Regions from separate parts of the Oncorhynchus mykiss genome. Here region 2 is linked to region 1. The links are chromatin contacts, called in public Hi-C maps. All regions are on one chromosome and are shown on one strand. The core of a region is the stretch at or near the end of the contact, and the rest is flanking DNA. Distances in the headings are between cores, read along the strand shown.

Region 1 (4,504 bases), core at 656-3,155:
TAACAAATGAAGCTCAACATAGCCTCATCATCAGAAAGCGTAACCTTAGGTAAACCCATGTTGAATGGTGAGTCACAAATGCGACCTGACACAGAAGATGATATCAAACGTTCTGATGGTGGTAAACAAACAGCAGAGGTGAACAGTAAGGTGAAACTAGAGCAACCAGTTTGTGGGCACAGAGGTTGAGGCACACACCAAACCAAACTAGGCAGATGATCTCTTCCTGTCTGGCCAGAGTTCATGTTTATTTTTTATTTGATTTATTTCACCTTTATTTAACCAGGTAGGCTAGTTGAGAACAAGTTCTCATTTGCAACTGCGACCTGGCCAAGATAAAGCGTAGCAATTAGACACATACAACAACACAGAGTTACACATGGAATAAACAAAACTGAGTCAATAATACAGTAGAACAAAAGAAAACAAAAAGTCTATATACAGTGAGTGCAAATGAGGTAAGTTAAGGAAATAAATAGGCCATGGTGGCGAAGTAATTACAATATAGCAATTAAACACTGGAATGGTAGATCGGCAGAAGATGAATGTGCAGGTAGAGATACTGGGGTGCAAAGGAGCAAAATAAATAAATAAATAAATACCAGTATGGGGATGAGGTAGGTAGATAGATGGGCTGTTTACAGATAGGCTATGTACACGTGCAGTGATCTGTAAACTGCTCTGACAGCTGGTGCTTAAAGCTAGTGAGGGAGATGTGAGTCTCCAGCTTCAGAGATTTTTGCAATTCGTTCCAGTCATAGGCAGCAGAGAACTGGAAGGAAAGATGACCAAAGGAGGAATTGGCTTTGGGGGTGACCAGTGAGATATACCTGCTGGAGCCGCGTGCTACGAGTGGGTGCTGCTATGGTGACCAGTGAGCTGAGATAAGGCGGGGCTTCACCTAGCAGAGACTTGTAGATAACTTGTAGCCCGTGGGTTTGGCGACGAGTATGAAGCGAGGGCCAACCAACGAGAGCGTACAGGTTGCAATGGTGGGTAGTGTATGGGGCTTTGGTGACAAAACAGATGGCACTGTGATAGACTGCATCCAGTTTGTTGAGCAGAGTGTTGGAGGCTATTTTATAGATGACATCATCAAGGATCGGTAGGATGGTCAGTTTTACGAGGGTATGTTTGGCAACATGAGTGAAGGATGCTTTGTTGCGATATAGGAAGCCGATTCTAGATTTAATTTTGGATTGGAGATGCTTAATGTGAGTCTGGAAGGAGAGTTTACAGTCTAACCAGACACCCAGGTATTTGTAGTTGTCCACGTATTCTAAGTCAGAGCCGTCCAGAGTAGTGATGCTGGACGGGCGAGCAAGTGCGGGCAGTGATCGATTGAAAAGCATGCATTTAGTTTTACTTGCGTTTAAGAGCAGTTGGAGGCCACGGAAGGAGAGTTGTATGGCAATGTAAGAATGACACTTACGGTTGCCCTGTGTTAAAGCTGCTTCAAACTGGATTGTCTAGACTGGACCATTACTGAATTGGTTGTACATGCAGCAGCCGCATTTGCCAAATCCACTTCAGTAAACAAGATGACTGAAAATGGTTTCCGACGTATTATATCACCACGATATCATATGATATGGTGGACCCAGCGGTATCCAGCTACAGTATTTTGATTGTCCTTATTTCTGACTAAGACACAGTGGTATCATGCATGATTGGGGATTTGATAGCAGCCTTTTCCACCTCCTGAGAGGACGGAACTTAGCATTACATGCTTGAGGGGTGTGTCAGGTAAACTCCCGATGTGTTGTTGTGAACCCCCTAGATTTCCCTGAGGACAGCACGTGTTTATTGGCCCTTATTGGTTCATCATCTTACAAGATGACATGCAGTTTCCTGTCTCATTACAAGAAAGAAATGTGAAAGTGGTCTGCTGGAAAGTCCCTATGAGTGTGTTGAATGAAGGATTACAGTAGTTAGGGAGTTGCGCCCCACAGAGGTATCTCAGCACACTGCCCCACCACGTGAGTTCATTGAATTGAAACTCTCGATCTGGAATTAGGTGACTAATGTGGACAAGAAGGGGAGGGAACTGGCACAATAACAAAATTGAGGACAATCTTAAGGGATAGTCAACTGCTGTTTTGGCTAATAAATGATGGTGTCTGCTACATGCAAGAATTGTTCTGCTTCAGAGGATTTCTTAGTTGACGGTTTCCTTACTTCCTGGCTCATCAGAACCTGATCCTTCCTTTCTCCCGTAGTAACTGATGATGTAATAGCAGCCCAATCATAATCGTAATCGCTCACCCCAGTGTCCACACTAACCCTGATTCAGATGACCATCATACCCATGCTAGATTACGGAGAAATAATTTATAGATCGGCAAGTAAGGGTGCTCTCGAGCGGCTAGATGTTCTTTACCCTTCGGCCATCAGATTTGCCACCAATGCTCCTTATAGGACACATCACTGCACTCTATACTCCTCTGTAAACTGGTCATCTCTGTATACCCGTCGCAAGACCCACTGGTTGATGCTTATTTATAAAACCCTCTTAGGCCTCACTCCCCCCTATCTGAGATATTTAATCCTCCACATACAGCACCCATTCTGCCAGTCACATTCTGTTAAAGGTCCCAAAAGCACACACATCCCCGGGTCGCTCCTCTTTTCAGTTTGCTGCAGCTAGCAACTGGAACAAACTGCAACAAACACTCCAACTGGACAGTTTTATCTCAATCTCTTCACTCAATCATGGACACTCTTACTGACAATTGTGGCTGCTTTGCGTGATGTATTGTTGTCTCTACCTTCTTGCCCTTTGTGCTGTTGTCTGTGCCCAATAATGTTTGTACCGTGTTTTGTGCTGCTACCATGTTGTGCTGCTAACATGCTGTGTTGTCATGTGGGGCTGCCTTGCTATGTTGTTGTCTTAGGTCTCTCTTTATGTAGTGTTGTGTTGTCTCTCTTGTCGTGATGTGTGTTTTGTCCCATATTTACATTTGATTTATTTTAAATGTTTAATCCCAGCCCCCGTCCCGGCAAGAGGCCTTTTGCCTTTTGGTAGGCCGTCATTCTAAATAAGAATTTGTTCTTAACTGGCTTTCCTAGTTAAATAAAAAATATATAACAACCCCAAACAACTGCCAAGAGTTATGAGACACAAACAGATGGTCTTTGCTGACATCTTGTGGATAAAATTGGATGTAGGCATACAACCACATTATTGGCAACATTCAGCTACTTTTTTTGTGACACTAATTCCGAAACAATCATAGAGAATATGATTTGTCATAGGAAACACATTTTACTTTTTGAAATTGTTATAATGTGGCTACACTTAAACATATGGAAATGTCAAGGGCTTTGTAGCCTGTGAGGAACTTACAGGAAGCCACAGGTGGTAAGAGGAATATGGTGTAATTGCAGACCGCATACAAATGGGAAATTACAGTCACCATTAGTAACATTTATTGAATGACCATAGAAAGTTGAAAACATTACAACAGTCTAACTCTAACACAACTAAACAAAAAACTTGACAGTGTGTGTGTGTTAATAATAATACATTTTATTTTAAGTGCTTTTCAAGACACCCAAAGTCACTTAACACCCAAAGTCTCAGCCAACTTTATTGCTCCAGTCAAATCACGTCAAACTGTATTACAACAACATCAGTCTTTCAGTTCACACAGACTCTTCAGTTTCATAGTGCTTGGATCCATATCCTCTCCTCACTGAGAGAGGGAGGGAGGGAGTCAGAGAAAGAGAAGAAGAGGAAGACACCCCCTCCCCCACACACACACACACACTCCCCAAGCCAGGGGTGGCCAACCCTGGTCCTGGAGAGCTATAGGGTGAGCAAGCTTTGTAAGTTACCTATCAACACTAACACACCTGCTACAGCTTATCAAAGACTTGATGAGAGGTTGATATGTTGAATCTGATCTGTTAGTGCTGGGCTGGAACAAAAGCCTGCCCAATGCCATTCTAAGAGAGATCCCTCAGTATCAGGAGAATGCATACCAACTCTGACATAATTATACAACATCTTATACACTATACAGTACATATTGTGAATAAACACCAGTGACCTCACAGGGTCAGAGGTGAAGAACTGGTTTGAAATGCTGCTAAGATTGGAGGAGAGGAGGAGTAGACTTTCACCTAGGGGTTGGTATCTTAGAGCTGATGTGTAACTGATGGACTGTGGTTTGGTCTAGGTGTGTGTGTGTGTGTGTGTGTGTGTGTGTGTGTGTGTGTGTGTGTGTGTGTGTGCGTGCGTGTGCGTGTGCATGCGTCTACCTGACAGACTTTAGTTTGACCCAGAGGTTGGACCTGCGGACCTCCGTTCACAGGTTTGTTGGTTAAGATGAGGTTGCAGAGCTTGGGGTCAGAGTTCACAAACTGGGCTGCATCCTCAATCACCTTCCTGATCTCTTCATCTAGTGTATCTCCTAATGGGAGGGAGGAAGGATGGAAGGAATGACATGTATTTATTTTTATGAATTAGAGTACTCGGACCAGTACTGTGTGTGTGTGTGTG
Region 2 (4,601 bases), core at 918-3,417, 100 kb before region 1:
GCAGGATCAGTGATGCATCTCCTGTCTCGTGCAGAGCCGTGAAGTCTAGCCCCACTCCCTCTTCCTGGGTCTCTGCAAATCGGTCACTCTTGCCGTCGTAGGCCAGGACCAGACGGCCATCGCCCCTGAACTGGTAGCGCCACTCCACGGCGAAGCCAGAGCCAGAGAGAGGAGAAGAGGCATCCACCCAGAACCCACAGTCTAGAACAACTGGTTCCCCGAGTCTGGAACGGATCATGAAGGTTCTACTGGACACACTGAGCACCACTGGGAGAGAGGGGTAGGAGAGAGACGTTACACTTTTAACACTACATTACCTGTGACATTACGTGGTAATAAACATCACAGGTTGCTATACTTCCTCATGGTGTATGACATTCATTTCAATTATGGTTAATAATAATTCATTATCACTGTGGTGTTGGTCATCACTTGTAATGGTTATATATGACAATCTGTCTGACGTTTACAACCCTTGCTCAAGAAGAACGTCATTCCTTTTTCAATCATACCCTTGGGTTCCTTGGTTGCCGTGGGAGCACGCAAGACATTGGAGAGGCGCAGCTGTCCGTCAAAGCCCTGCAAGGCAGCAGTGTACCAGTCGGCTTGCAGGTAGATCGGACTGTGGGCAGAGTCCGTGAGTGGGACTGTCCATTGGACAGTGGATGGCTGAGGCATGAAGGGGTTGATCTCACACTGTGACTTCTGGACTGAGCCTTCTGGTGGGTGCAGAGAAGAACTGCAGAGGGTAGCTGCTGGGTCTGAGGAGAGAGGGGGAGATTTGTCTATCAAAGTTATCTTTTCGATTAAATAACATTTATTTTTCTGAAAAGCTCTGCCTAAAATGGCAACGCTCTTGTAGCCTTGTATAATTTAAATGACAGGCTTGGTGTCACACCAAATTGACTGACTGCACCTGTAACAGCCACTGGTTTGTCACTCAAATCAGGCATAATTTCTAAAGAGATTGTTCTATTTAATATATAACAATAAGTACTGACCAGTGACGTAGTAGACTCTATCATGGTCTGTAGGTGGTCCCTGCTTTGACCTGGTTTCTTCACTGTCTGGGTCTGTATTGATGTAAAGTAGTGACTTCTCCTGGCTCATAGCAGCATGGAAGCCCCCACCTGGCTTCTCCTGGACAAACCAGCACTCCAGAACTGGACAACTTGTTCCATAGACTGGAAGAGAGAAGGATGAGGGAGCTGTGTGAACGTGAAGCCAACCAACGTGGGTATGTGAAAAAACAGAATGAAATAGAACAAAACGGTAGCTCCATGAGTGAAGTGATGTAGACTACTGTAGAATAAGGATGGGTATGAAAAGGCAATCAGAATAGAAACTAGTTCTTGAACAATGATACACGCTTAGCATTAAGACTGTGGAAATGACTCTAAATCTCTATAGCTTTATGTAGGGCTGTTTTCCCCGTGTGCATTTTTTACAAGGTATATACTATTATGCAAAGTATATATTCTTATATCAGCAGTTAAACCAATAACAAAGGGACCTCCCCACCACTGTTTCAGGGGAATGGGCCTGGAGAAATGCGACCACTCAAATTCAAAGACAGAGTTATGGATGCAAGGACTGACCATCCATGATAACAAAAATTATAGTTGTACATGTTTTTTAGGCTATACAGTGTTTGCTTACATTAATTTTGTTTACAAACATTGGAGTAAAACAAGATTATATTTTGTGTTCTGATGGGATAAGACAGTTGAACTAAGCTCACGATCCATTTATAAATGACACTCTTCAAGAGTCAATGAGTAGTAGTCATTAGATCATAGTCATTAACTTATAAGTCCAGAAATGGACGTAGCATCTTCTGATTGCCCCTTTAACTCAACAAAGTGTTTTTGTTGTAATTAGCTACAACCTAAGGTTAATTGAGTATACAGAAGACACAGTAACTGTGCCACCAGTAACACATCCACCACCAAATAAAATGTGCAGTAAGAAAAGCTGACCAATTTACCGTGCATAACGTAACTAAAGGCAAGAAAGGATTGCAATATTATTGATATATTGGTCATGTTAGTTTTCGACAGTGTCCTCGACTATTCTGTAGTCTGATGGATGAGAACAAATATGGAGAAATATGTCTTCAGAGTTCCATTGTAACTCCCCACAGCAAACTCTACTTTCACTTTCATTTTGCAGACAGACACTGACATGCGCATAGCCAGACGAGGCAGAGACAAAGCACCATGGTATACAGTAAAACCAAAAATAGTACAGTATGTACGGTTTAGAAACTACGGAAGAGTATTAGGGCCAAGTGAAGAGAAAAAAAATCAGTGACAGGTGGTACTTGGATTATTATTTTTTGCAATATAGTACTTTAAAAAACTGGAAATATTTCTAGAATAAAGTGGCAATATTTCAAGTTCGAGAATAAAATCGAAATTACATTTCATAAATAAAGTGGCAATATTTCAAGCATAAACTCGACATTTAATTTCGTGAATAAAGTCAAAATGTTTAGAATAAAGTCGCAGTTCTATTTCAATATTAGCACAGGGTATTTGGTTAAATGCATGTCTCCCTGGCTGCCTTTTGCTGTGCGCGTCACCGTTGAAATGCATGAGGTTGTCTCTTTTAGCACATAATAACCATATGATTATAAGTAGGCCTATTAGGACCTGGAAGAAGTTGTGAAGAAATAAAGAAACTCCGTGGTAAAACTAAGTCAGCACACTGATTTTATGAGGGACAAATGCAAAAACGTGAAAAATAAATTGAGTTCCAAACTCAGAGAGCTTGTGCACACATTGCAGAGTGCACAATGAACACAAGATGGCGCTCCAACACTACACCGCTCACCAGAATGGTCAAGATCACATGATTTCTTAGAAACAAGGATTTAGGTAATCTGAGGACAACAAACGGAAGAGTACATAGCTCAAGAGAGCTATTTCATGTCACGCATGCACACCCAGATTTGTGATGACAGGCAGCTTCTACGTGACGGAGTATGGTGAAGTTGTCTTAAAAACGCTGATCTTAGGTCAGTTTAGAATCTTCCCCACAATGGTTAAGATTAGGGGGAGGAGAACCTGATCCTAGTACCTTGAGGGAACTTTTCCACGGAGTTACAAAGACAACCAAAAGTCCACCCAAGTGCTATATACTAACTGAACCTGATTTGTTTATCCCCTTCACATACCAGAACACACTGTGGGAGTGGCAACAATTCCAGAACACATTTTAATTGGGGAGAAAAAAATGAGAAAATATGACCATAGATTACTTGTAGGCCTGTTACTGTAGTTATGGTCAAAGAGTTTCAGCTAGTATGCACTGGCTCTGTTCTAGTTCTTTCAGTAACCTGAAGTCGTTGTGACACAAAAATACAGAAAATAATGTAGGCTAACAAACAAATAATGTGTCAATGTAATAGTCCAACATCCCACACAGCAGTTTGGGTATGAAAAACCATGTACTGTACAGGCTCCTAGAACTAGATGATGTGCCAGTGTGTCGGACATGTCACGATTGAGGGCAGATAGACACAAGATGGCTGCATCCTGACGCTCTTACAGGAAAGGGTGTAGGATTTACCTCAACAGTGTTTGACTCCACCTTCCTCTATATGTGTGTGTGTGTGTGTGCACTGTACTTTCCATTGCATTTCTATGCTGTATTATTTTGTTGCTGTGTTTTTCAGTGTGATGATATAAAACAATTTAATATCACATGGAGCTAGATCCAACATGATGCACGTCCTTCAATGGGTAATATAGAGTACCTCAAATCAAGCTCCATAGACCCTAGCCTGAGATAGCTCAATTGTGTCATCCTCCCAAACCACAAGCCCTCTGGGAATACTATAGAAATAATACATTTTTTCTCCTCTTTCATGTCAAAGTAATCACCCTCCTAATTTGAGTCAAGGCCATTGTAAGAACTAGGCCTACAAGACCTAGTTGGTTCCCGAGTGGTGCAGCGGTCTAAAGCTCTGCATCTCAGTATAAGAGGTGATACTACAGTCCCTGGTTCAAATCCAGGCTGAATCACATCTGGCTGTGATTGGGAGTCCCATAGGGCAGCACACAATTGGCCCAGTATTGTCTGGGTTTGGCCAGGGTAGGCTGTCATTGTAAATAAGAATGTGTTCTTATGACTTGCCTGGTTAAGTATAAATAAATAAAGACCTCCCTGTATTTAGGTCTACCACAATACACTTGCAGGTTATCTAAACTGGCTTGTTTCCGTTATCCCAATAAATTTGGTATATGCCAAACAATGACCTTTCAACACTTGGTGGTGAATTTCAGTGATGGGGAAAATGCAATTACATGTACTCAGCAAAAATGAAGATATGGCTTCTCATTCACAAGTCTGGTTATAATACAGGGTCTTTCTATAGGGTGTAAGGACCTCTCAGTGAGGTGGTGGACCCTTACTGTATGTTTCTGTTTTAAGACCATGTGTCTATCATAGACTTGGTATAATTACAGTATGACTGTTATAGACCATGTTCTTCTGTTTCAGATCAAATGCAGTTTTCAATTAGTTTGCTTGTCTGCGTGTCTCAATCTTCTGTCTGTCCGTTCTCATTTGCCCCTGCAACATGTGCTGTGTTTCAT

Evidence for each region. Hi-C and Micro-C count contacts between places; a contact is called where the count stands out from the background.
Region 2: a Hi-C map of liver shows a contact between it and region 1, with 7 times the contacts expected there. The contact joins the promoter of LOC100136325 here to the enhancer-like site in region 1. A contact is called at or near these places in 2 of 3 Hi-C or Micro-C datasets (blood and liver).

Annotation. Positions count from the first base shown.
Region 1 is chr32:33,325,567-33,330,070 of USDA_OmykA_1.1, reverse strand. No RefSeq gene overlaps it. Among protein-coding and RNA genes, the nearest start is that of LOC110488345, 16 kb to the left of the region's middle. Within about 2 kb of position 1,905, at least 6 of the 11 cell types and tissues checked have an H3K27ac peak or open chromatin away from gene starts, as enhancers often do. A contact at or near this core is called in liver, where this site is marked.
Region 2 is chr32:33,426,564-33,431,164 of USDA_OmykA_1.1, reverse strand. LOC100136325 (tapasin) reads right to left here and starts at 2,167. Exons shown (of 5, transcript XM_021560576.2): 1 at 1,988-2,167; 2 at 1,002-1,184; 3 at 513-761; 4 at 1-267. The coding sequence starts at 2,045.